Regions from separate parts of the Mus musculus genome. Here all the other regions are linked to region 4. A link is a contact called in public Hi-C, HiCAR-type, capture Hi-C and promoter capture Hi-C data. All regions are on one chromosome and are shown on one strand. The core of a region is the stretch at or near the end of the contact, and the rest is flanking DNA. Distances in the headings are between cores, read along the strand shown. Region 1 holds the start of Ubac2 (ubiquitin associated domain containing 2). Region 2 holds the start of Hs6st3 (heparan sulfate 6-O-sulfotransferase 3). Region 3 holds the start of Uggt2 (UDP-glucose glycoprotein glucosyltransferase 2). Region 4 holds the start of Rap2a (RAS related protein 2a). Region 5 overlaps Uggt2 (UDP-glucose glycoprotein glucosyltransferase 2).

Region 1 (5,617 bases), core at 992-3,491, 1.4 Mb after region 4:
TGTCCCAGGTTTGGTCCTAGCATCTACATGGTTGCTCACAACCACCAGTAACTCGTTTCAGAGGATCTGGTGTCCTCTGCTGGTCTCCTTTGACACTAGGCACACACATGGTGCACCTACATACATACAAGCAGACCCTCATACATGTTAAATAAAAATGAGCCTTTTAAAAAAACATTAGGAATACTGTTCTAAGCCACTGTCTTCCAAACTAGCCTTTATCTACTACAGATAGGAACTGTGAAGAAATCTCTGAGAATGATTAAACGCTGAAAATGTTAAAATTCTTCAATATTAACCCTGCGTGCAACTTAATCCCTTCGCTTAACACTTCTGACATAGGTAAAATATATATCTAAGTTGTCCCATATTTTGGTATCACTACTTTTTTATTATAAAAACAAAATTATGTACACTTGTTACAGAGTAAATATTTTAAAACAACAGAATGGGAAATGCTTTATTTCAGGTGCAGAACAAGACGATCAAGCCTCTTTTCACAAAATAATCTTTAATTCAAGGAGCTAATGGGTTCTCAGTAAGATTTTTGGTGACTTGGGTTGTCAGTGACTTGCACACTGGCTGTTGCTACTTCTTGGTGTTTATAAATCCAGGTGACCAGAACTGCTGCACTGATGTTCACGATACTGGAAGAGGAAAAAAAAAAGTGTTTCCTGTGGAATAATTTTCAAGAGTTTCAAGTTTTGACCACTTCATTTTTGGTATATTTCCACTCAAGTGTTTTCATTTCCTATGAGCCCTGAATTTGTGACGATTGAGTTTTCATGTTGATATCAGTCAGTATGTGCAACTGCTACAAAACTTCTGACTACTGTTCATCTCACAGCTTTCTATCTTTTCAGATTTCAGATCTTCCAAACATACTAATGTTCAACGGAATGAGGAATTTACTTCATTTCTTCCTCTCTAACCCTGATTAGATAATAACCTTTTATAGTTTATATTAGTTTACCATAAGTGGTTACTATCTATAATATATAGGACTTAAGTAGACAGGATTAAATTTCAAAACAGTAATTTAAGAGACATAATGTGACTTTGAAGCTTTCCTTAAATCTACACTATCCCCCTCGTTTCTATGTATTTAACCACTATAGGGCCATTTCTTAGATGAATCAGGCAAAAATGTCCAAATTCAACCATTCAGTTTTGACACCGGGTACTTTCCTAGGCAAACCATTTTAAGGAAGAATGCTTTTAATGCCTGGCTCAATACCCTGTGGGGATTCCCTGCGCACTTCTCTCTTTTTAGTTTGTTGTGATGTTTTGGATGAAGTATATGAAGAAAAGCTCACCCAGAGTAGGTCTGGAATTAGAAAAGCAAGCACTTAGATTAAATGGCATTTTTCCCTCCATAAAATGTCAAAGTTTAAATGGTGGCTTCTAGATTACTTGCAACTGGGGATCTGCCTTAACACGCACTTGGTCGTCCTGCAGTTCCAGTTGGTTTATCAGGCGCTGGTTAATTGGAAAACCTTACTACTCATGGATGAAAAAGAACGGGAAAGGAAAAATACACGTTTTAGCATTACTACAAAAATCGGCCGGGTCTTCTGAACACCCTTCAGTGCTCCCAGGGACCCCATAGTTTGAGAACCAGTCTTAAGTGGGCTACAGATTTTGTGGGAATCAGCTTCTGCGAAGATCATAAGGAAATAATTTTCCTGCGAAATAACTCAACTGGATGAACATACAGTCCCCCCCCCCCCCCCCAAGCCCTGGCTGTCCTGGAACTCACTCTCTAAGACCTGGCTGGCCTCGAACTCAACCTCCCAAGTGCTGGGATTAAAGGCGTGCGCCACCACTGCCCGGAACAGAAAGCTAAGTGTATTTTTAAAACTTTTTCTTCTACTAGCCGTCTTGTCCACCCTCACCCCAGCAACCCCAGGTGCTTGGTGGGTCACCGGAAGCAGACTGTTCACTGAGCGCCAAGGCCCACACGGAAGTACTGAGCATGCGTGGGACTCGCGGCCGTCTCGCCCAGTGAAAGGTCAGAGGTCTCGAGAAAGGCCTGGTGTTCTGTGGCGGAAGAACCGGCTCGCTCACGGCGCTTCACGCCGTAAGGTTCTGTACTGGGAATTCTGGCATGCGCCAAACCCGCCCCGAACTACCGGAAGCAGCTACCATCCGGCTCGCCCGCACCTACGCACTTCCTCTCTGGGAAGGAAGGGGCGGGCTCTGGCCGAGTGTGCACGCCCCACGGGCTGCGCATGCGCCTTCTTCCTGGCGGCTCCGGAGCGCCTCGCCGGGCCGACTTCGCTCGCTGGTTGACAGTGCGCCTGCGCGGTCGCTGGGGGCTCTCCACCTCTGCCTCCCCTCCCCCTGACGCCCCGCGGGGGCTCCGGGCCCGGCGGGACCATGTTCACCAGCACCGGCTCCAGTGGGCTTTGTGAGTACCGGTTCCCTCATCCTTGGGCCGCCCTTCGCTCCATTCCGAGCTCTTCCCGGACCCGGCTCGGGGCAGCGGGGGACTCGGGGTTGCAGGAGGCTGGGGGCCCCTTGCCTCCCGCGCCCGAGCCTTGTCAGTTCTTGCTCTTAGGGGGCAGCGGGCGCCGCACCCACCATAGCCCCGAGGGCCGAGGGGGTGCCACGTCCATTCCGCTCCCGGCGTCTCCCACAAGGTGCGCAGCAGCTCCTGCCCTGCTGCAGGTGGGCTGGGCAGTTAGGGTCCAGCCGGGTGCCCCGCTCATCTCGTGGCCCGGGCCCACGCACGCACTTGGCGACTCGAGTGCGGGGCTGGAAGATGTTCCCGTGGGGGCGACGCTGGAACCCTGCTCGGTTCCCTCTCCCCCTTCATTCATACAGGCTTCTTTGGGACCCACCTGATTCCTGGAACGTGTGAATTTCATCCTCCGCTCCAGAATCTGCCCCCTCAATATTAACTTCCACGTACATCTTACCCGTTGTCCTTGAAGAGTTTTTGCGAGCTGAAAAAGTGAGCGCTTTTCAGTGAAGTTAGGAAGTCACTTGGCAAGAGAATGCAAGCTTTGCTTCTGGATGCCGCTGCACTCTCCAGGAGTGTCTGCGGTGGTCAGCAGGTAGAGGGCGGAGAAGTTTATTCAACCTCCAGGCACCCCCCCCCCCCACGACATTATGTTGAGTTGACTTTAGAGAGTGGACTCTTAACTAAACAGTGTTGAGATTAGGCATTGATACACTAACAGCAAACTGTTTGAACAAGCCGCAGTTCGCAGTTTCTTTCTCTGTCGGTATTTCCCATCTCTGCGTGTGAAGTTAATGTTGCTAGAGCACAGAAGTGCCTGGCATCTCCAGATGGTACATTCTGTTGTGAACGTCATGAGCCTTTCAAAGAACACTCCTGTTACATAGTCTGAGAGCTGACTGTCAGAGCCAGCGACATAATTTAAAGTCGTCCTCACCTCTCACCGTAATCTCAGGCTTTGAAGTAGGTTTAATGTTGTTTATGATCTCCATATTTAGTACCTAATTTAAGTTATGGAAACGTTGACGTATTGGCCCCAGAATCCATCAGAACTACTAGTGAGTTGGTCTTCAAACTACTGTTTGGATGAATAAGGTAGTGTGGCTTTCCTAGGGTTACACTATGTGGGTGGATCTGTCAACAGCAGATTTCTTCGATTTTAGTTGTTCTCAGCATCTTGAGGCACCCTTTTGTACCAAACATGTAAAAGTTAAAAAGTGACAGTCTGGGGACATGGCTCAGTGGTTATGAAGCTTGTCCTGCAGGCATGAATATCTGAGTTCTAATTCTCAATACCCATGTAAAAGCTAAGGCATGCAGTGTGTGTCTATAACTCACCAGTGAGAGGTGGAGGCAGGAGATTCCCCAGGGCTTTGCTGGCCAGCCAGTTTACTGTGTCAAAAAAAGTGGAGTGATTCAGAAAGACATCCCAATATCAGCATGCACACAGGTATACACGTGCACACACACGTGCGCACACATATGCACACGGGAGAAATCTGATCGAGGGCAGCACAGTATGGATTAGGTTGTAGTCGCATTTGTAGCACAGCTTTAAGAAAGGTAATCATTTGTTATAGCTGGCATGGGTGCGTGTTGAACAGGTGTGTTCTCAGGGCCAACTGTAGCCTAGGGAAAGCTGAGGTTATAGGTCCCTCTTGAGCTCCCTCGAGCCGGTGTTCAGAGCGGAGGAGTTACTGGGATGGCTTAGGTCATGCTTTAGGTGTGCATTTGACAAGCATCCAGGACCTGTGAACTGTTTGGTTTTGGAAACACGGTGTTAGGCAAGTCTTAGGTTCAATGTTTCTGATTTTGACAATAGAGCTTAGTGGTGGTTCTCCCTAGATCAGTCATTTGGCCGTTCCTGAATGTAATGACTTTTTCTTTTTCTTTCCTTTTGTTTTGTTTTGTTTTCTTTTTCTTTTTTTTTCAAGACAGGGTTTCTCTGTGTAGCCCTGGCTGTCCTGGAACTCACTCTGTAGACCAGGCTGGCCTCAAACTCAAGAGATCCACCTGCCTCTGCCTCCCAAGTTCTGTGATTAAAGGCGTGCGCCACCACCTCCCGGCTTGTAATGACTTTTCTTGCTTCAGTGTTTTCTCCTACATAGCTACTCCGCTGAGTGATGTCCTTTTAGGTAGGCAGCTGTGTGGCTCCGTGGTTAGGTCAAAGGTCTGATCCTGAGGAAGAAGCAAGCACCCTCAGAGGGGTGATTGATACATCTCTGCCTAGAGGCTGTGACTAGCCATCTTTCTGGCCATTTCCCGCACCTGCCTGCCCATCTGACATTTGTGATCAGGAGATAAAGGTGCTTTAGTGCTAACACTTCGCTCCCCTCCCGTTCATTCAGTTGAGGACCTCCTGAAGCCCTGCATGGTTTACATAGACAGTAATGTGGTAAACAGAGTAAAGGAGTCTAGCATCAAACAGGCCAGTCAGTAATCAAAGTGCTCTTCAGTACTGTCACGTGTAGTGGATGGTGGTCCTGGTAGAGGGCTGCTGTGTGTTTGCGGGAAAAGCCTGAGAAATGAAGGAGCCAGGCATGCTACGTACGGTTCCTTCAGAAAGTTGTTTTGAAGAAAGGAAGCAGCATGCACAAAGACAGAAGGTGCAGTGCAGCAGGATGTGTGCAAGGTTCTGCAGGAGGCGTGCGCTGCTAGGGCAGTGAACCAGGGGAAAGGGCGCTTGTGATTATTTCTTTGCCACTGTTTTGTTCTGTGTCAGTTAGGATTGGGTAAAAGTGCTTGTAGATAGTGTGCATAATGTAGTTTAAATTCTCACATGTAGACTAACCCTGTCACTAAATAATACATGTAACCATTTTATTAGTAAGAATTCTCATTACTCATAGCACAGAATATTTGCTTTGTATGATGCACCCAATAAGCACTAATTACCATGTTTAACATATCCCAGGTCTAGTTAGTTCGCAAGCAATTCAGTGTCAAGGGGCGGGGGTGGGGTGGGGTGGGGTGGGGGTGGAGAAGGGCAGCTGTGCTAAGCACAGTGGGGGAGAGACTTGGTTTTTAAAGTGATTTGCTGGTGCAAGGAGTAGTATTTGAACTGGTTGTTTGAGAGATGAGGGGCTGTCAGGCCCAACGGGCTCAGCATGGAGGACAAGGACAAGAGGCCAAAGCTATAAAGAATTAAATAAG
Region 2 (5,426 bases), core at 496-2,995, 1.3 Mb before region 4:
CTCCACCTGTCTAGAACAATAAAAATAACCTCTGATGAGCAAGCTTTGGTGTTCGAGAAGGAGATCTGGATTTGAAGTGATGGTTGTATGTGGGGACTTGACAGAAGAGGCCAACACTGTTCTCAGAAAGGAACAAGTCCCGCATAGTGCCCCCAAGGAGACAGTAGGCTGGTGCGACTGGTGTGGGAGACCACAACTGGGGTCTGTGTGGCTCTGGTAACTATTGGGGCCACCTTTAGTCTGGGTCAGGGACTCACACTGCATTGCCCCAAATGTCAACACAGGGCTACTCTTATCTTGGAAATCAGCCCTAGCTGGTCTAGACATCGTGGGTCAAATACTCCAGACTGATGTGAATTGAACGGTGTATCAATGCATTATCTGAAAAACCATAAAGTGTATTTAAGCAAAGAAGTTTGGATCCTGGGGCAAATTCAAAATGTACACACTCGAAAGAAGTTTTTTAATGAAAACCTCGGTGGACAACGAAGGAGGTCTTCACTGTGGAACACAGGTGAGGGCAGCTGATGTTGCTTCTTACTGGGGTGGGAAAAGGGCGAGTCTTGAACATCGAAGAGCCCACTTTGTGTTAATGGAATGGATTTTAGGACTTATATCCTGCAGGGCTGCGTCTTGGAGCCATGGAAAGGGAGTTCGCATCAAACACAAATCTCTTTATAAAGCAGGCTTTTTAATGGTTGCTGGTTGAATAAAGTTGTAGTGTTGGACCTACTAAGTTCATAGTTGAGGAAGCTTGGAACAAACTGGAGCATCAGTTTGAGCGTGTTGGGAGGCAGTAAATGAAGTCTGGAACCTATGTACCCTGCTGAGGAAGGACAAGCAACCGCCTGTTTAGTCTGCGTGAGACTTTCTGCCATAGGGGTGTTTTATTCCTGCAAACAAGACCAACCAGGTTTCTGTCCACTCTCACACTGAGAAAGCTGCCAATGTTGCAATTTAGAGGAATCAGATCATCGCTAGCAACGCCCTCCATGGGGCCTGTTCTCGCTCCGCGGTAGCCTTTCTGCCAGATCTCCCTAGGCTCCAGGCTGAAGGGATTCCCACCCCCAGCAGCCTCCCGCGAGCCCCGCGGAGCCGTGGACTCCTCCCCTGGAAACTCCTCCGGGGCTGAGGAAGGCTTTGGCGCATGCTCCGTACCTAGGGCAGGTTTTTTTGCTGCGGGTAGCAGGGCTCCTGTCACACCGGCTGGCGGGTTGTGGCGGTGCCAGCCCGCGTGAGCGAGTGTGTGCGCGTTGCCTGCGCCTGGGCGGGCGGACCCGGAGCAGTAGTGCGATTTGCCCGGGAGGCGGCTCCGCAGAGGCGTCTTGCTCGCCGCCGCCGAGGGGCGGCTTTGCAAACTTGCGGCGGGCTCTCGGCGCCCAGGGACCCGTGGGCAAAGGTGCCGGGCGCGGTGCACGCGGAGGGCTGGGGCTGCGGGACCGGGCCGAGCCTTCGCCCTTGGCCCGCGCCCTGGTGAGCCTCATGCAGCTCCTGTGCTCGCCACCGCAGCTGCCCCGGGAAGGTCCGGGACACGAACCCCGCACCGCAGCGCCTGAGCGTCTACCGACCGGCGGCGGGATGCTCCGTGTCGCCTGAGAGCGCCGCGTCCAGGTACAAGAGGAGCCGGCTGGAGCCCGGCGCCCCAGGGATCGAGAGGAGCCCCACGCCACAGCCGCCGGCGCCGGCGCCCGTCTTCTCGGCTCCGCTCGTAGGCCCCGGCTCTGCCAACCCCGGAGTGCGGCGGGGCAGCCAGACAGCCGTTCTCTTCGGCGGCAGGGGCATGGAGGAGCGGCGGGCTCCGAGCCGCGCCCCGGAGTCCCCGAAACTTCCGAGCAGGCGCCCGATCGCGCCGCTGGCGCCGCAGCCACCTCACCTGCCGGCCTGAGAACGGGACCATGGATGAAAGGTTCAACAAGTGGCTGCTGACGCCGGTGCTCACTCTCCTCTTCGTGGTCATCATGTACCAGTACGTGTCCCCTTCCTGCACCAGCTCATGCACCAACTTCGGGGAGCAGCTCCGCTCCGGGGAGGCCCGCCCGCCCGCTGTCCCGAGTCCTGCCCGACGGGCACAAGCACCCCTTGATGAGTGGGAGCGGCGGCCCCAGCTGCCACCGCCACCCCGGGGACCGCCCGAGGGGTCTCGTGGGGTCGCGGCTCCCGAGGATGAGGATGAGGATCCCGGGGACCCGGAGGAGGAGGAGGAGGAAGAAGAGGAGGAGCCGGACCCCGAGGCGCCCGAAAACGGCTCCCTGCCCCGGTTCGTGCCTCGATTCAACTTCACCCTCAAGGACCTGACCCGCTTCGTGGACTTCAACATCAAAGGGCGGGATGTGATCGTGTTCCTGCACATCCAGAAGACCGGGGGCACCACGTTCGGCCGGCACCTGGTGAAGAACATTCGTCTGGAGCAGCCATGCAGCTGCAAAGCTGGCCAGAAAAAGTGCACCTGCCACCGGCCGGGCAAGAAGGAGACCTGGCTCTTCTCCCGCTTCTCCACCGGCTGGAGCTGCGGGCTGCATGCCGACTGGACCGAGCTCACCAACTGCGTGCCGGCCATCATGGAGAAGAAGGATTGTCCCCGCAACCACAGCCACACCAGGTACTGTCCCGCGTCTGTTGGTTTCCTGAACCCCACTCCCTTCCCCCAAGTCCTGACCCCGCCAGTCCCGCGTCGCGCTCCCTTAGCTGTTTGGCAGTGGCTTTCCAAAGGGTGGGCAGCGAATTTGGGTGAAGGGTGAGAAACCGCTGGATACCCACCGGGGGGGGGGGGTGTCTTGAGTTGGTTTCTTTCCCATGCTTCACTGTTTCTTGCCACCCCCTGTCACCTTCAGCCATGTCCACGGCCATCCTGATGTGCATTCTGCACAGTGCCTAGCATTGTGTGATGAGGTATTTGGAGCAGACACTAAAGAACAGCTATGGAATAACCAGGGTGTCGAGGGAGAGAGGTCGAGTCTTGAACTTAAATTATGTGGTGGAAATCCAAAGAATAGGGGATCCGGGAGTGCAGACATAGTTTTTCAGGAATGGTGAGGCTGGAGCATAATGTCCTTCTAAGTGGCTCTTGGATGGCTGCTTGCCAGCTTAGAGAACAATCCTCTTGATGCCGCTTTGAAGATCTACACGTGCAAAATCGTGCTCCACTGTGATAACCCTAATTCTGGAGATGGTCCTTGTTGCTGGGCAATGCCAGGATTTGGACTCATGCTGTTCTTCGTAAGACTGCCTGCCTCTTTCCCCCTTAAGCCATTCCAACAGTTTATTTAAACATTATTTGTTAAATGCCTACTGTGTGCCTGGGTATGTGTTGAGTGGATACAAAGATCTAATGAGCGAGAGGAAAGCTAGCCGGTTAAAACAGTACTGCTGTTGAGGATTGAGAAAGTTTGAAGTCTCTGCTGCCAATGCAGCTGCTTACATTATTGTCCTTTCAGAGAATCATGGGCTTAAGAACATGGTTGGTCGCTCATTCTGCCCATTGCCATCTGGAGATTAATCTGACATGCTCAAGGGAATAAAATATTAAAAGATCAGAACACTAGTTTTATTGAAGTTTTTATCTCAAAGGTTTCAAACAATTTGGTGTAAGGGAATAGGAATTGAAACAGTCAGCTCAATATGTTGATGTCAGATAGCTTTCTGCATTGGACATCAGTGAAAAGCTTCATTTACTGCCCAGATTCTGCCCAGGTTCTGAATTTTGTCACGATTGCGGCATCTAATTCTACTTCATTTCCCTGAGAACGAGCAGACTTTCATTATAGGAATCTTTTTGCCTTTTACTCTGGCAGGTTTTTAAATGCTTTATCTCCCAGCTACTACCGTCTGTGTTTGATAGAAATTGGTGAGAATAAGAAGCTGATAGTCTTTCTCCCTTAGTGTGCTTGAAGGGGTTTACACCTGTAAATATTTTAATAGTACACTGAGTACACTGTTTTAAAACCCACCATTGTGTTTTAGCTTAAAACTTCTAAGTTAAGTATTGCATTCAACCTCCCCACGGCATTGCACGTGACTTCGGTGAGATTGTCTCTGCTCTACATCACTCCATGGAGTGGCCTTTGATTTAGATGTTAGACATTCCTGGTTGATCCCAAAGAGTTTGGGAGCCTGTTTCATTTTGTCCATTGTAGTAAATAAAACTGGAATCTTTCATTAGCACATCAAAACCCCTGGTGACCTTCAATGAGTGTCAGTATTAAAAAAAAACAAAACAAAAACAAATAGAGCAACGTCTTAGTGAGTAAATGAAGATTTACACGTATTAAGGAGGATGGGAATTGTGTAGTAGTTGGGTTTTGGATGGGTGGGGAGGGTCCTGCTGTTGAGGCCTGGTGTAGGCCACAAGCTTTGAGTCTTCTTCTCTAGGAGCTGTGCACTCTCTTTGCACTCTCTGACACAGGAAAATCTCACCTTGACTATTTAAACATGTGGTTTCTATCTAAAGCAACTATTGTTCTCAGTTTACCCATGGCTCATCAACGTCCATTTCGTTTTGCTCCACAAGTCACGAGGTCATCATCACTCATGGGCTTGCTTTGCTTTGCTTTCCATTTTGTGGTGTTTTGTGTCACGTTGTGTAACCTTCTTTCTTCCCAACTTGTCTTTTTTTCCCCAGCGAGTCTCAATTACTTTCCTTCCACATACTGTAGGAAGGAATAGCTGTGATATATGTGAAGTGCCCTGCTTCAAAAGCTATAGGGAAAGAATTGAAGAGACATTAATAGTAGCATCTCGCTAGCAGAGAAGATTGAATTAGTTGTCTGTCATTGTAATGTCTGTGTACAGCATTCTACAGTCAACAAGATTAGCCTGGATAATGCAGGGTACATTTCCACAATGCAAAATGGCAGATAATCTATTGCTACATAATGGGAACAAGGTTCTACTTCAAATAGGGCTGACTCTAAGCAAAATTGCGGAGGAACGCCTGTTGGTTTTATTTCCCTGGGCGCTCTGCTTCTGGTCCCCTCTTGGCAGCTCCTCCCCCTGTCTCTTAAGGATCAATGCCCTTGTGGATGGGTAAATGTAAGACTCTGGAGTTGGAAGAAAGTGGATCTCGAGTGTTCTCCGTACTAGGAGTAAGTTACACTCTTCCTGAGTCTGAGTTGCACATTCTCTCCTACTTTGTAACAGAAGTAACACTTAGAATGTCCCATATAGCTGTTATGACAACTAAATAACTAATCTATAGTATGCATAACATAGTATGTATTTATAGCACAATATGCTGGTATATAGTACTTAATTTTTAATACCTGTGTATATGGTAATTGGGTAGTGACAGCAGAGGGAGGGGTGCTTGGACTAGAGCCAGAAAGGGAGAGCAGACTCCGAGGGAACATGGGGAACTAAAGGACACATCATATGGATTTCATAGGCCCAGGAAGGGGCAAGATCCTGGGGTGGCTCAAAGGTGAATGTGA
Region 3 (5,118 bases), core at 595-3,094, 1.4 Mb before region 4:
AATTTGGCTCAGACTAGGTTGTCAAAAGCTTTAAGGAACATTCTACAGAAGTGATAATCTGGAATTCATGAAACTAAAACACCAACAATACAGCTAACTGTTAAAACAAACAAACAAAACAAAACAAACAAACAAACAAACAAACCCTGCAGGAGATGGGGAAGAAGAAGTGTAGGAGTCATGGGGGTGAGGCCACCACCACAGCCCACAGAATCAACTAAGCAGGATCATAAGGGCTCACAGAGACTGGAGCAGCAACCACCAAACCCTTGTGGGTCTGCACTAGACTTTTTGCATATATGTTATGGTTGTATAGTCTGGTGTTCTTGCGGGACTCCTAACACTGGGAGAGGAAGTCCCTGACTCTTCTGCCTGCTCTTAGACCCTTTCCTCTTACTGTGTTGCCTCACTCAGCCTTTTGTGGCTAGTGTTACTGTAACTGGCTATGCCATGTTCAGTTGATATCCTGAGAAGCCTGCTATTTTCTGAAGGAAATAGGGTTCTAGGGGAGATGGGAGGTTGGGGAGGGAGGGGAAACTGCAGTCTGGATATATAGTTTAGGAGAGAATAAATACATAATAAAAAAATTGACTGACTGGGACTAAATGTAGGATCCGGTCCATGCACTGCCAGGACGCACTGTAGATAAGAGGAAGCAGATACATTTGAGCTAGAATCTCCTAGTCAATAAACGCTGTGTGCCATCAAGTAAAGGCAAGGCAATATAGTGGTGGATTTTTCCTTTGTTTTGTAGAACCATGGGATGTTGTCTTGTAAATTCATAAAAAACAGTTACAAAACTGCTTATGCTCAATATTAAAGAACTAAATTTGAGACAAAGTTTCCCTTTTGTAACTTCAGACTAGCCACAGACTCATGTAATCCCCAGGGATTACAAAGGTGTATCACCATGAGAAGCAGAGTTGCCATTTCTGCTTGCGGGATTACGATTGTCTGCTTTCTACAAGGTAACTAAACAGAACGGAAAACAAATCCCTTTGGATGAGATATTTGGGGGGGAGGGTGTAACCGAGAAACTGCCTTCTCCACTGTTAATTTTGGATATAAATCAAAATTATACTCCAAAGCACTATCTGCTGACTAGAACTTTGCAGAAGAGCTTGCACTAAAGGCCACATTCTGCCCTCTACATCAACAAGAGCGCAGGAACAGGAATAAACTTGGGACACAGAAGTTTTAAAAATCGTAGGTGCGTGGGAAAGGTGGGGCGAGTGAGTGGCAAGAGTTGTCCAGGGACCATCTAGAGCATTGGTGCTATGGGTGTGGGGGGGCGCGGGGTGGGTGGACGACGAGATGAAACCCTATCTGAGAGCCTCTGATTAGGTCTGAGGGGATGGAGTGTGCGGCTCGGGACGCTAAGGGGGCGCGGGCTCGCTCCAGAGGACTGCAAATCTAAGCGGATGCTGGGGTCAGGCGGGAGAACGCCTCGGATTGCCGTCAGGACTGGGCGGACACTGGATCTGAGGGGACATGGGACTGTGAGCGACCCTGAATCGCGAGGTCTGACAGCATCTTGCGGGAGGGGATGTCTCAGGGATGCCGGGTCCCTCCGCCCGCCGCCACTCCCCGGCCGCGGCGCTAGCCGGGCCTGGGCACCCACCTGGCCTCCAGCAGCAGCGGGGTCTCGGGCCACTTCGCAGTCAAGTGGGCGGTCACCGCCTTGGACGCAGTCGCCGTGCTGGCGCCGAGCAGGGCGAGCCACAGCGCGACGGAGCGCAGGAGCAGCCTCATCCCCTTCGTGGCTCTGGCCCGCACCAAGGCACGCCGAGGGAAGCGCGAGACGCCACGCTACGGTCTGGTCCTCCCGGTGCTCCGCCGTCCACTTCCGGTGGGGGGAGCTGCAGTCCGTTAGTCCGCCGGTCGTGGGCGTGCGCATGCGTGGCCAGCGAGGTCCAGGGGCGCAGTGGGGGGAGCCCCCGGGTGGACATCGGCCCCTTGCCTACGCAGGGCCGCCGCGAGGATTTTCGGAGGGTCCGCCGCCGGGTCTGGGGAACCCAGCCTTCCATGCCAATCTACCGCTAGCTGGAGCTGCCCCAGCCCCGCTGGTCAGGGACCCTGGGTGAGGGCCAGCTTTCCGGTTAGCATCACCTGGGGGGAGCAGGAGCGAGAGTAGGCCTCAAAAATGACGTAAAAAGGCGCAGGCGACTCCTGTGTGCACTGTTGGGAGAGCTGTGATTTATCTATCTATCAGTGGGCTTTCCCTGCTCTCTGGCTGGTTCTGAGGGCTGGACCTCGCTCCCCGCCACTGCCACCCCCACCCCCCAGGATTCAGTGGTCTCCTGCTGCTATCAGAAGTGGCATCTCAGGCCTGCCACTTGCTTTTGGAGTTGGGTGCAGAAGTGTCCTGACTCTCAGCCCCTTGGAAGGCCCAGGTGATTCCTGTGCCCCACAAGACTGAGAGGCGCTGCTTCAAGAGATTACAGCTGAATAGAAAAAGAAAAGTCGGAAAATGATAGCAGTGAAATGTAAGAGAAAAGTGGGGAAAAAGTAGTTCAGGAGGAGCACAGAGCCCTTGCTTCCCATTTGTGTACACCTCTGCTCTGTGGGTACACCCCATCTCTTCCAGCTGCCAACACACACACACACACACACACACACACACACACACACACACACGAGACAGATGAAGAGAGGCAGAGAAAGAGAGAAAGCACTCCATTTACCCTCACGTGTTTAGTTTTCTTTAGAAGATGCTGTTCAAAAATCTGCTCAGGTGAATCTCGACGCCAAAGTGGCACCTTCACTACTGACTTCTCTCCCAGTGACTCTTTTGTCAGCTGTCGTGTCGCTGGATTTTCACTTTAGGACCTGAACGCAGAACTTACTTACTTCCTACTGTAGATGGCACTTTTCTCTGAGGACTCATGCCTCACTCATTTCTGGAACAATTTATGCCGAGGATCAGTAAGTATCGAAAAGGCCTGGGTAGGTCCTGGGTAGGTAGACGGGAAGTTTACCTAAGGGCGCCGAACTTGCTTTCCCGTCATGGAGCCTGAGGAAAAGTATATTGTGAATCCTTAACATGTTTTGTTTTCGTTTTTTCATTTTTGGTTGAGATGTGGGATAGAAGGAAATCAGATGTTGACAGAGCCAGCCTTAAATGGCAGCATGTCTCATACAATGCCAATCTTTACTCAAAAAAAAAAAAAAAAAAAAAAAAAGACTTGCTGTATAAGTCACATGCAATATATTATTAAAGGACATAATAAACTCAAGTTAGAAATAAGTTAATAAGATAATAACTAAAGTTACATACTAAGAATCCTAATTCCTGTTGAATTCAGAGAAGTGGACATGCTACACCATTGGTTTGGAGAGAATGAAATTCACTTAATAGTGACCATTCATTCACACAATTACACACTTTATCTCTTACGGTATTTTCCTAGAACGGAAATGACTTTAGAACATTTTCTCACAGAGACCATCTCTCCAGGGCTGTTTCTTTGCCTGAAGATAAGAGGACACAAGTGGGTGACCTTCACATTTTTTTCTCTATGGAATTGCCTGGTGTAGACAGAAAAACCCAACTGCAAAAACCTAACAAAGCACACGTAAGTCAGCAAAATGGCCAGGGACTCTGAAATCAGTAAATTATAAAATTTGATCAATAAGTTCTAAGAATCAATAACCCCTGGGTTGGCCACGAACTCAACAGATTTTAGAGCTGTAACCATTTGTTAGCATTTCCTATTTCCCTTTTTTTATTTTTTTTTATTTTTTTGGAAAACGAAATCCAAGGTTAGTCACTGCCGAGTACAATGAATGTAAAATTCATGATAGCAGTTTTCATTATATGCGGAAGAAGTGATTAATGAGTTCTTTATAATAAGAAACGTGTTTCATGGAATAAATCATCTGGAATTCTTAAGGTGCAGAGCGGGCGACATTCATTCAGTGAGTATAATGATGCTGTGTGAGAATAACTTTAGATAATAAGAATCTTAATTTTCTGAGCTGAAATGAAGTCTTAAAGTTTAAGTGAAGTTTATAACCTCCTTTTGTTTTTAGATACCCTTTGTCGTAAAATAGACTCTATTGTCATGTTTTAACTGGGACATTTTAAATATGCAAGAGCATCCTGCCCTTTAGTCTCATTGGGAAGTATTCATAACTTAAGGAATTTGTAACATCTCCTTCCTAGGCAAGATTGTGTCAAAATTATAAGCAAATGAATAATGGTTAAGAGTGTCTAAGGATCAGCAAATCCAATTTTATAACTTTCCATGTTTTATTTAAAATAAGTTACTAATGTCCAACTCCATTCTATTTGTTTGTTTTTGAAGTCCCAGGATTGAAACAGAGCTTTGGGTATACTAAGCTGGCATTTTATAACTGAGCTACCCAACCTCTAAGGACATGTCTCAATGCATGTGTGTATGCTTGCATGTGCAGTTCATCATGGGGGCCTTCAAACAGCAGGTAGTGACTGTGAACTGTAAGTTTTAGATTAATTATTTTGACAATGTGAGAACTGGAAACTTGACATTTAACAATTATCTTCTATGCTCTCACACATAGCTAGTGAGGTCAAAGTACTTACTATTGGTGGCAAAATACATGAAATATAAAGCTGGTCATTTTAACCATATAGATTTGTTGCAGGATATCTGATCAGACTGTGAACTGTGATTGTGTTATTTACTAAAAAGAAAAACTGTTTCAGGTTGTGGTATGGCTTAGCCTTAGCATACACCTTTAATCCCTCTGGCTGGAGTACAGACACACCCTCAGTACACACATTAAAAGAAAACAATGAAGGTAAAGTTAGTTTGTAGAAGGAAGCAGACATATTTGAAAGTGATGTCTAATTGAGTGGCAGACACAGTGATGAATCAGAGAAAGATTTGACAGAGTAGGATATACTCAACTCTCAGGAGAAAAAAAAAGAAAAGCTACTTAAGAGAGAGGGGGAGGGGGAGGGGGAGAGGGAGAGGGAGAGGAGAGAAAGGCACTTTACAGAGACAGGTTGAAGAGAGACACAGAAGACAGAACAAGTCAGAGAATGAGAAGGAGCCAGAAAATTGAGCAGATTGCTACAGTTGGTTTGAGGCCAAGCAGAGGAAAAAGTCAGAGGCCAAGAGAAAAGGTAGATTG
Region 4 (5,128 bases), core at 1,324-3,823:
GGCATGGGTGAAAGCAAGCTTTTTCCTTCAAGTTTCTTTTGTCAAGTATTTGGCCACAGCAGTGAGAAAAGCAACCAATGCAGGTTGTCATATTCACAAAAAACACATGTTTCTAGGCTGTATTTAATCCCCGTGACACCTGAAAATGTTATCACTCATACAGTTTGAATTGTACCAGAAGCATTCTGCTTTTCCTTGGGAAAACTATAGCTGCTACGGAGCAGAAGTAGTCACAACCAAGCCTGTCTTACAGAAAACCACTCTGTCTTACAGAGTCATTCAGACATGAAGCACACAGGGAAGCTCCCTCAACTTTAGTTCACTACCTTATATGAGTAGCTTAGACTGAGAGCAGAGCCTCTTCAGTTTTGACTCCCGTGAAACATTCCTGATGCTTCCCCCTACAGTTTCTTCACTGCCTGTTCTCTAAGTTTCAAGTTCTCAAACTTCCATAGTATATAACTGAGAAGTCACGACTGACCTGAGCTATATTGGCAGCCTTCCGTATCCATGCATCCAAACAGCAGCGATTCAAAATTATTGGGGGATGGTGTACTGTACTTAGCATGTAGATTTGTTATGAGTCACTCCCCCAAGGACTGTATAACCATTAGCCTAACGTTTGCAAAATATTAGGCATTACAAGGAATCTAGAAAGAACTGAAATGTGCAAGAGAGCATGTAAGCTAAGTCCAAATATGCCACTTCATACACGGGATTTGAGCATTTGCAGGATTTTGGTTCGGGGGTGTCCTGGAACCAAGCATCCATGGATATGATGCAAGGAGAGATGGTAGTTGACATTTTTTAACTTGACAAGGCACTTGCTCTAAACTGTTTTCAATAAAAACTTGCAGTTATGTTGTAGCTAGGTAATTCAAGCATATAAATTCTTAAATGTTCAGAAACAATAGGCATTTGGGGGACTCCTATATCAGAATACATTTTTGTACTTTGACAAGTGACAGAAAAGATGGCAAAAGAATGTCCCTCTGTTAGAAGAACCCAGACCGAAATCCACTCTACAATGACCTCTGTAAGAAATCAGAATGGTGGAGAGGTACACCAAGCTCTGACAGAACTGAAAAAATACAGCCTTCTGAAAAGTGTGAGGTAGTTATGGTTAGAGTTGTCATTTCAAGGACATGGTTTAATGAAGATAAATGCAACGAACAGTTATTGCAGAGGGTGTAAATTTTCATGTATTTGCGATTGTGGCTGGGAGCGTATGACGAAGATTCGGGGGCCAAAGATACGCTGGTTTACAACGGGGTAGAAAATACACATTTGAGGAGGCATGATCGGAGGACCACAGCAACTGCTGCCAGATGGATGTCTCCTGAGGGACCGGAAAATTTCTCACCCTGAAGACAAAAGTCCCAGTTTTCTCGATTCAGCCCACGATCCAGCCCGCATCCTCTGCCACCACTTCCATGCCCATCTCCAGGCAGAATGCCACGGAGGCGACGTTAGAACAGAACTCATCCCTCTTGTCTGCCAACGCAACCCGCTCCGGTGCCAGAACACCAGGGGGTCGGGCGCTCGAACCCTGCCCCTCCCAGTTCCCCAGCAGCCCTGCACTGTCTCCACAGTGCAGGTTTGATTGGCTCCGCCCAGCCCTCTGTCACTCCTCAGTTGGCCTACGATTGGGTACCAGGCCGTGCGCAAGCGCAAACTCTCAGCCCCTCCAGGCCCCGGAGGGGAGTTGGCTCAGTCTATCACTGGGTCTTACACCAATTGGTTAGCAAGATGAGACGCCTTTTCATTGGTCAAGAGTGGTAGTCTAGAGTCCGGACTCACAATCTGATTGGCTACAGTGAATCCGAGCTTCCGCGCAGACACCCCCGCAGGCTGTTGCTGAGATGTTCTGGGGTCTCCCGACAGTGGGGGGCGGATCCGAGCTCCAGGTTTTCCAGGCGCCCAAGGCTGTCTACCAGCCCGGGGGGAGGAGCTCGGCTTACGTCAAACTCGACAAGGGCGGGGCTAGAGGGCGGGCCGGTGACGTCATCGGGCGCGGACCGGGTTTGCGTGTAGCCTGGGCGCCACGGACTAGCCGAGCTTCGATTTGCTTGTGTAACTCATGGCGGCGGCCCTTAAGGCTCACGTCGTTACGTATAACGGGATCAAGCCAAAGCTCTCCGAAGGCTGACAGGCTGAGTCATGTATGTCAGCCATAGGCCGGCCCGTCCTGAGGTCCCCAAGCACGGTGCGCACGGCTTCCTAAGCCCACGGTCCCTCCACCGTCACCTCCCGCAAACCCCCGAGCGTGGGCGTCTGACGTTGCCTGCCTTCGGGCGGAGGAGAGCGCGCAGACGCAGTACGGAGGCCGGTCAGGCTGGGTGTTGCCGGGTGTCGCGGAAGCCGGTCTTCTCTGGAGCGCGCGGACGGTCGCTAGGCGACGGCGCGAGGGGCGGGCTTTCTTATAGACCCCTCCCACCCGGCTGGCTCCGCCCCGGGCAGCGCTGCGGCTGGGCTCGGGCGCGCGCTCCAGCGCTGGGGAAGCGGCGGCGGCGGCGGCAGCAGCGGCGGCGGGAGCTGGGCGTGGAGGCGCGAGGGGCGGGGCGGGCGGCATTGCGGGCCCGCGGTTCGGGCGGCTCCGGCTCGAGGTCGAGCTCTGTTGCTGCTCTCGCCCTCGGGGCTGCATCGTCCTCCCGCTTGGCCCGCTCACAGGGCCGCGCACGACTCGTTCAGCTGCAGCCCCGCTGCCGGCGCCCGGGGCGCTGCCGCGGCCGTGAGCCGACGAGTCCGTAAGGGCGGCGGGGCCGCGGGGTCGGGGCGCGGCGCGCGGGCGCAGGTCTATGTCGCGGGCGGCGGCGGCGGCGGCGGCCGCGCAGGGACGATGCGCGAGTACAAAGTGGTGGTGCTGGGCTCGGGCGGGGTAGGCAAATCCGCCCTGACCGTGCAGTTCGTGACCGGCACCTTCATTGAGAAATACGACCCCACCATCGAGGACTTCTACCGCAAGGAGATCGAGGTGGACTCCTCGCCTTCGGTGCTGGAGATCCTGGACACCGCGGGCACCGAGCAGTTCGCGTCCATGCGGGACCTGTACATCAAGAACGGCCAGGGCTTCATCCTGGTCTACAGCTTGGTCAACCAGCAGAGCTTCCAAGACATCAAGCCCATGCGGGACCAGATCATCCGCGTGAAGCGGTGAGCAGAGCGGGGCACACGGGGCTCGGTGGCTGCGGCGATCCCGGTCCTTGGCTTGCCCGGGCTACACCACCTCCTCCAGGGGCTCAGATTTGTGGGCTTTGTTTCACAAGTGAAATTGGGCATCCTGTTAACCCTCAGCCCAGCCCTTTGTCTCTAGGACGTTGGTAGCGCTTCTTCGGGACCCTAGAAAGAACAAAGTTTCAAACTTGCAAGGAAAGAAGGGATGAGTAGGTGGGCGCTAGGGAAAGGGGAGCTGTCTTAGTGTAGGCACGCCTGTGAAGAGTGAGCGCGCGCTTAAATGCACCCGTAAGAGGTTTGACAGCCGAAATTTGTACATACATATCTTGTGACAGTGTCAATACTAAGTTAGGGGGGACCTTTCTCGTTGCGGAAAAGATTAAATGTTGCCAGGAGGTTGGCAGAAATGGATTAGTGCAAAACTTTAAAGACACATTGGCAAATAATTTGAAGACCACACAACATTCAGTTGGCTTGGCATATAGAAGCACACTTGTGACATTTACGCGGAGAGCGTGCAGATTCAGTTCTCTTTCTCTCTTAAAAGCTAGCCTCCTCATCCCCCCCCCGCACCCCCCCCCCGAAAAAAAAAAGAACAGGGAAGGAGGCTATTCTTGGAAAACAAACAGAAGTTTAGTCTGAGTTCTGGCTTGTGTATCAGCTAATTTAAAGTTAATGCAAAAAAAAAAAAAAAAAGAAGAAGAAGAAGAAGAAGAAGAAGAAGCAAACAAGCTTTTTCCTGATATAAAGTGTTCAAAGGATGTATTTTTGCATGTGGCTGGTGACCTGAATGCTTTTAGTGTTTGTTCTCTCTTAAGTTGATGCTATGCATTTTCCCCTTAACCTTTTAAATACTGAAAGTCTAACATGTTACTACAGAGTTCTGGCATCATTTTCTAGTTCTTCTTTACTGATAACGCTCCTCTCTGGTCCTTATTAACTAATACTACTGACAGTCTTCCAGGATTATTTTACCTGTAGCTACATTTGAAGTCACCATTGAAGGTTTAGGTAGAAACAATCACACTTATCCATCATTTGGGGTTTATACACTTCAGAGCTCAGAGCAAGTTATTTGTATTCAGGGAGTACTTAAAAATTCCTTCCAAGTGGTGTTTTTTTTTTTTTTTTTTTTTTTTTTTAGTGGTGGGTTTTTAACCCTGTACAGAGGTCAAAGGAAATGCCCTCTCCTCAGTGCCTGCTCCAGCCAGACTAGAAATTTCTGTATTCCCGCATTAAATTCCAAATCACAAAGCAGTGGCTATGATTATGATCTTTTCCCAAAGTTGGTGACACTGGTAGCCTTAACTTCTCTAGTGTTATTTTTTAGAAATGTGTTTCCTTGTGTGGTACACACGTGTGGGTGTGTTAATACGTTTGTCTCGAAGTTGTTTACAGATCATGATGTAAGTGCTGCAGTTGTCCCACCTTCACACCCAGTGCATGCCCACACGTCTGTGCTAAGATCCCCAATGGCATGGGCCACATCATGTCGGAGTTTCTGTTGGCTTCGTGTAGCTCACGTTTCTCAGTTATAATGATGGGCCAGTTTATTTACTAGAGCAGTCCGTTGGCATCTCAACCCAGGACAACAGACTGAGATTGGGATTCTATTCACCCAGGGTCACTAGTTGCAGCTCTTGATGTAAGAAGAGCAGTGATGAGCTGAGTTGAGTTGAGCAACTTCCTGTGGGGTAAATGTTGTGTCATTAGAGCCTCTCTGGACCCACTTTCTTTTTTTCTTCTTTTCTTTTCTTTTCTTTTTTTTCTTTTTTTTTTTTTTTTTTTTTTTTTTTTGAGACAGGTTCTCTATGTTGGCCTGGCTGTCCTGGAACTCACCATTCATACCAGGCTGACCTCAAATCCATAGAGATTCTCCTGCCTCTGCCATGGGGCACTGAGATTAAAAGGTCCGTGTCCAGCTTGGGCCCCTACTTCTATGTCCTGGTTTTTG
Region 5 (5,022 bases), core at 864-3,363, 1.5 Mb before region 4:
AATCACCAACCAAAGAGTACACATGGAAAGACCCATGGTTCTAGCTGCATATGTAATAGAAGATAGCCTTGTCAGTCATCAGTGGGAGGCAAGGTCCTTGGTCCTGTGAAGACTCTATGCCCCAGTGTAGGGAAATGCCTGGGCCAGGAAGCAGGAGTGGGTGGGTTAGTGATCAGGGTAAGGGGGAGAGATAGGGGGGTTTTGGAGGGGAAACCAGAAAAGGGAATAACATTTGAAATGTAAATAAAGAAAATATCTAATAAAATTATTAATATTTTTAAAAGTATAATAAGGCCAGAGAAATGAAATAAAGTTGTTAGTTGAATGAATAGTTTGGCTTGGGGAGTTTTGCCCTATCCATCCATCCATCCATCCATCCATCCATCCAAATGTGTATGTCTGTTTATATGCATGTGTGCAGGTACATATGCACGTATGTAAGCATGCATGAATATTTTCGGAGTTGATTGTGACAAAGAGTTGGGCCCGGCCAGAGTGTGGGTATATGAATGTTTGAATGTATATGCGTCTGTGTACATTTGCCTGTATACAGCATCTTAATTCTTTTTTTTTTTTAAAGATTTATTTATTTTATTAATGTAAGTACACTGTAGCTGTCTTCAGACACTCCAGAAGAGGGAGTCAGATCTTGTTACAGATGGTTGTGAGCCACCATGTGGTTGCTGGGATTTGAACTCCTGACCTTCGGAAGAGCAGTCGGGTGCTCTTACCCACTGAGCCATCTCACCAGCCCCAGCATCTTAATTCTTTTCCTTTCCTTCCTCTGTGGTTCACAAAGAGTTAACCAGCTTAGCCAGAGAGGCTTCTGGCTGCTGACTCACCAGAGTAAGGAGCCCAGCAATAAATTTTTGCATTTAGTCCCCTGCTGTTCTACAATGAGGTGATAAATAGTCTCTGGCCTCAGAGCTCAGACGGCAGTGGCTTAGACTTCACCCAGGCAAGGGCCCTGCTCTCTTCTCTGCCGTCTTTTCCTCCCGGTTGGCTTTTGTTTCCAGGTGGCCTCATTCGTGCTTCTGCACTGAGCTCCTCATCCTCCTGCCTCACTCTCTGCAGTGCTGGACTTAGAAAAAAAGCTGCCCCCATCTCCACTCCATGCTTATCAGCAAATTCTAATATAAAACCTGAAAATACACCTTTGTCCTTGATATGTCGTTTATATCCTGTGAATTCACTTTATATACACGAACACTTAAGTATTCCTGCATTAGAAATTCTGTACACTTGTCAAATATTTTCATGATTACTGATGACAAATATCCTGAAATGAGCTAATAATTCTATACATACAGATTTGGAAATGAAGGTGGCTTTTCATTATCTCCAGCTAAATTTAGAGCCTTTCCTAAGTAAGTCATGGACAGATGGAAACTTGATGGTTTCACTGTTGATGGTGGACGCAGGAGAGAAGGGCCACACTCACCACTCACCGCTAACCTTCCCAGCAAGTCAGCAGCTAGAGGAAAACCCGTGCATACCCGCGCAGGTGCGCGGAACCCGTGCATACCCACGCAGGTGCATGGAACCTGTGCATACCCGCGCAGGTGCGCGGAACCCGTGCGTGCCCGCGCAGGTGCGCGGAACCCGTGCGTGCCCGCGCAGGTGCGCGGAACCCGTGCGTGCCCGCGCAGGTGCGCGGAACCCGTGCGTGCCCGCGCAGGTGCGCGGAACCCGTGCGTACCCGCGCAGGTGCATGGAACTGTTTTTATAACGAATAATGTACACATGTCTTAGTTTTACTTGCCAAATTATACAATAATAATAATGGCTGTTTCAGATAGGAACTGCCATGTTGTACGCAGACGGTACTTCTTGTCACACTTTCCCGTCTGCGCACGCTCTGCTAGTGTGTTTTTAAACTCCAGGTTCTTAGTGGATATAAAAAATGTCGTGTCGTGTATGTCTAAAAACTAACAGTGACAATCAATGAGCAATGCAAATCCTCATGTTCATGTTCAGTTAGATGCAAAGCAAGCTTTAGTAAAAAGTAATCGCTCTTGTTACCTGGTCAGCATCAACAAATATGACTTTGTCCACAGCCAGTGGGAAAAGGACATCAAGGAAAAGGATTTTGTAACCCCAAATGATTCGCTGCTTGTCAGTCTGTTGATGAAGCCAGTGGGGCCACTTATACTGCACAAGCTCATACTGGAATCCATATTCCTTAGCCATGTGAGGAATTACCTCCTAGACACATATAACAAATCAAACAATACATTTTAGAAGAAGCTTACTATAAATCATTATAAAGAAACTGAAAACTGCTTAAATACTATTCTAATAAACTTGTTCCCAAGCTGAAAGGGAGTGTGTGAAGGAGGAAGGGGAGGGAGCGGCAGCAGACGTGTCTGTTGGAGGAAGTACGTCACTGGAGGCGGGCTTTGAGAGTGTTGAAAGACTGCTTCAAGCTTGTGGCTCAGCCTCCTGCTCCAGCTCACGCCCACTGCTTGCTGCCTTGCTTCCCCAAACAGACTCCTCAGGAACTGAGACAGACAGGTAGTTAGGCCAATGACCTTCTGGCTGGAGGGAGGGCCTGGCTACTGTGAACAGAGCAAAGCTACAGGCTTACACCTGCGCACTCACCAGTGTTTATGTTATGCACGAAAGCACCGTACGAAGAAGAAACAGAGAGAAAAAGCAAACCAGAAAGGAAAACCCCGTTTTGAAGAGGCATTACTTTTGCCATGAAGTGCTGCAAGGTTTTTATCCAGAGAATGGTTTTTCTAATTAGTGATAGCATCTGCTAGGACGGATCCTGTATTGTGTCATCTCAGTCCATGTGTTTTCCACTCCCATGCCCTATTTGGCAAATACACATTTAAAAACCTCACATTGAAAAGGGAAATGTTTTCAGAGATTACAATGGTAACAAAGAAATTAGTATCAAGCTTTAGCCACATTGTAAAATAGCCATGTGCTTACTTTAAATGTTGGCGAGAGGTAATTCTTCAGAAACCAGAACTTCACGGGAGTTTCGGTGTTCCGCAGAACAGAAAGCATCATAATCCTAAGTCAAAGGACATGGAGACAAATACAGGGTAACTTATATTCAGAGGCCTTTAAATGATGACTTATGAATACACATTGTGAAATATGTAGAGGTAAACTAAAACACCTTCAGACATTATGGCTGTGACAATAGGCAGTGCATAAGGATGTAAGGGTGCAAATATCACAGAGCCACTGTGTGATCAATACAAGGCTTTCAGAAGAGAAGGGACTGGTGCATTCTGGGACTCTGCCATGTGGTTGCTTTACCCAGGCCTTTCAGTGAAGGAGAGAGGCGCGCCCCTGAAAGTGCTCTCTAAAGCACCAGGATCAGAACTGAAATATCTCTGAGGCATTCTTTGTGGTCCTTTATATAAACTCTTAAAAATATTCTTTAAATTCTGAATACCATCTTCTTCTTCTCCACTGACTTCGTTCTTTTTCCAAATATGATATTCCTTCATGGGAAAGGAAAATTTACAATATATATTTTTTCTCATTATCTTGTTAAATTCAACGCATTTCTAACATTAATTAAAACTATTCTAAATCAAATCAAATTAATAAAATTTAAATGTATTTTAAAACTTACATGTAAAAAGCAAGCTGCTCACTGGTGTATACCTTGTTAACATTTAGGCAAGAAGAACGCACAAACCCAGTGGATTTGCTCCTCCAGGGGCCTTTGGCAGAGAATATAAATAATAATAATAATAAATAATAATAATGGCGGGTATGAAAATAAGCTAATACTTTGGCAGAAACGGGAAAAAAAGTTTATTTCCTTTTGAGGTTCATTCTTTCATTTTGCTGAATTCCGATCTGTGTAAATGTGTAACTTTCTGAAACTATGAGAACCTTCTCACCTACCTTAGAAAACGCTCATATAAATGGCCAGAAGCAACTGAAAAAATGTTCAGGATGTCATTTTCCTTTTTCTCATCTTTATGCAGACTTTTTGTGAAGCTTGTAATAGAAATACATGACAGTGAATTATTAGCATTTATTAGTATATATTATAACTGTAACATGTAAATAATATGCATCAAAACACCATTACATTGAATAGCCATCTGTGCTGACAGTTGTGAGATATTTATATTATAGTATGTTAAATGTTGGGGGTATCATTTGAGCTCTGTGAGCTTTTGTAGACATGGAATGAAATTAAACTTTTTCCATTTTCCATAGTTACATAAAGTTTTGTGACTTCTAAGAGTTCTTTTGAGAATCAAGAATGAAGTACAGCCTGCCATGTTCATACCTCGTGTGCTGGATCTTAAATGACCAATAGTGTGGGAAGCAACAATACATTAAGCAGAAGTGTCAGTCATGGACAACAGGGTTTCTGGGTTTCCAGTAGGAGTGTGGATGTTGGTCATGAAGCATGCACCTCTAAAACACTATGTAACATGCCTGCAGAGGTCCAGAAAAAGATTCACTGAGCACAGGGCCTGCTCTGTGGAACCCTGCCCAGGTCAAGCGATGGGATCCCAGGGCTAGGCAGAGGAAAGCAGAATCCTGGGGACTTGGTGCTGGCAAGTCTAGCACACAGTGTTAATGGATGGTTGCACTCAGTAAGCAACCATCTCAGAAAACAAGGTGAGCGGCAGCAGAGCAGGCCCATTGGACTGATGGATGGGTGTGTGACACTGACATGGCTGTGTGACACTGACTTTGTACATGACACAGTTGTACCTCACACTAAAGTTACTACTGGTGGGCTGCTGGCAGCCCTGCTTTTCTAGAGTGTAAGTTCAGCTTCCACACTGCACAGCTTACAATCACCCCTAACTCCAGCCTCTCGGAATCTGACTCCCTCACTGCCCGCTGAGTACACTGCACACCTGTGGCACACACTCTTTCTTCACACACACTTTTCTTTTTGTTGTTTAAAGTGACTGCTTAGGCCATGAGTTCAAGGCCTGCCTTTGCCACTCAGTGAGTGAGAGAACTTGTCTGAAAAGAAAAGAAAGAGTGTCAGAGCCAGAGAGGATGGAGGACACTAAGAAAGCA

Evidence for each region. Promoter capture Hi-C pulls out the DNA fragments that hold promoters and counts their contacts. Hi-C and Micro-C count contacts between places; a contact is called where the count stands out from the background. HiCAR-type assays count read pairs that join an accessible place to other places. Capture Hi-C pulls out chosen DNA fragments and counts their contacts.
Region 1: a Hi-C map of muscle stem cells shows a contact between it and region 4, with 7 times the contacts expected there. The contact joins the promoter of Ubac2 here to the promoter of Rap2a in region 4. A contact is called at or near these places in 2 of 39 promoter capture datasets (liver and pre-B cells), 2 of 484 Hi-C or Micro-C datasets (embryonic stem cells and muscle stem cells), 1 of 115 datasets of contacts at active chromatin or transcription factors (Th17 cells) and 2 of 9 other capture datasets (adipose tissue and liver).
Region 2: a capture Hi-C map of embryonic stem cells shows a contact between it and region 4, with 7 times the contacts expected there. The contact joins the promoter of Hs6st3 here to the promoter of Rap2a in region 4. A contact is called at or near these places in 7 of 39 promoter capture datasets (cranial neural crest, embryonic stem cells, frontonasal cranial neural crest and 4 more), 1 of 484 Hi-C or Micro-C datasets (embryonic stem cells), 10 of 115 datasets of contacts at active chromatin or transcription factors (astrocytes, embryonic stem cells, epiblast stem cells and 3 more) and 1 of 9 other capture datasets (embryonic stem cells).
Region 3: a promoter capture Hi-C map of neural stem cells shows a contact between it and region 4. The contact joins the promoter of Uggt2 here to the promoter of Rap2a in region 4. A contact is called at or near these places in 5 of 39 promoter capture datasets (cranial neural crest, embryonic stem cells, hippocampal neurons and 2 more) and 4 of 115 datasets of contacts at active chromatin or transcription factors (astrocytes, embryonic forebrain, embryonic stem cells and 1 more).
Region 5: a contact with region 4 is called in a HiCAR-type map of astrocytes, with 7 times the contacts expected there. The contact joins the enhancer-like site here to the promoter of Rap2a in region 4. A contact is called at or near these places in 11 of 39 promoter capture datasets (the 3T3-L1 cell line, the C10 cell line, cranial neural crest and 6 more), 6 of 484 Hi-C or Micro-C datasets (CD4 T cells, CD8 T cells, embryonic stem cells and 2 more), 13 of 115 datasets of contacts at active chromatin or transcription factors (astrocytes, embryonic forebrain, embryonic hindbrain and 7 more) and 3 of 9 other capture datasets (adipose tissue, embryonic stem cells and liver).

What each region holds. Positions count from the first base shown.
Region 1 is chr14:121,876,365-121,881,981 of GRCm38.p6, forward strand. It overlaps Ubac2 (ubiquitin associated domain containing 2), which reads left to right and starts at 2,242. Exons shown (of 9, transcript NM_026861.2): 1 at 2,242-2,410. The coding sequence starts at 2,380. 1810041H14Rik (RIKEN cDNA 1810041H14 gene) reads right to left here and starts at 3,044. Exons shown (of 2, transcript NR_130999.1): 1 at 2,844-3,044; 2 at 495-647.
Region 2 is chr14:119,136,520-119,141,945 of GRCm38.p6, forward strand. It overlaps Hs6st3 (heparan sulfate 6-O-sulfotransferase 3), which reads left to right and starts at 1,746. Exons shown (of 2, transcript NM_015820.3): 1 at 1,746-2,599. The coding sequence starts at 1,896.
Region 3 is chr14:119,097,590-119,102,707 of GRCm38.p6, forward strand. Uggt2 (UDP-glucose glycoprotein glucosyltransferase 2) reads right to left here and starts at 1,845. Exons shown (of 39, transcript NM_001081252.2): 1 at 1,622-1,845. The coding sequence starts at 1,752. Gm16835 (predicted gene, 16835) reads left to right here and starts at 1,376. Exons shown (of 7, transcript NR_153786.1): 1 at 1,376-2,486; 2 at 2,699-2,925; 3 at 3,443-3,575.
Region 4 is chr14:120,475,888-120,481,015 of GRCm38.p6, forward strand. It overlaps Rap2a (RAS related protein 2a), which reads left to right and starts at 2,574. Exons shown (of 2, transcript NM_029519.3): 1 at 2,574-3,153. The coding sequence starts at 2,840.
Region 5 is chr14:119,005,123-119,010,144 of GRCm38.p6, forward strand. It overlaps Uggt2 (UDP-glucose glycoprotein glucosyltransferase 2), which reads right to left. Exons shown (of 39, transcript NM_001081252.2): 32 at 3,877-3,972; 33 at 2,941-3,025; 34 at 2,023-2,205. Among named protein-coding and RNA genes, the nearest start is that of Dnajc3, 70 kb to the left of the region's middle. Within about 2 kb of position 2,114, at least 375 of the 459 cell types and tissues checked have an H3K27ac peak or open chromatin away from gene starts, as enhancers often do. A contact at or near this core is called in CD8 T cells, adipose tissue, astrocytes and 12 more, where this site is marked.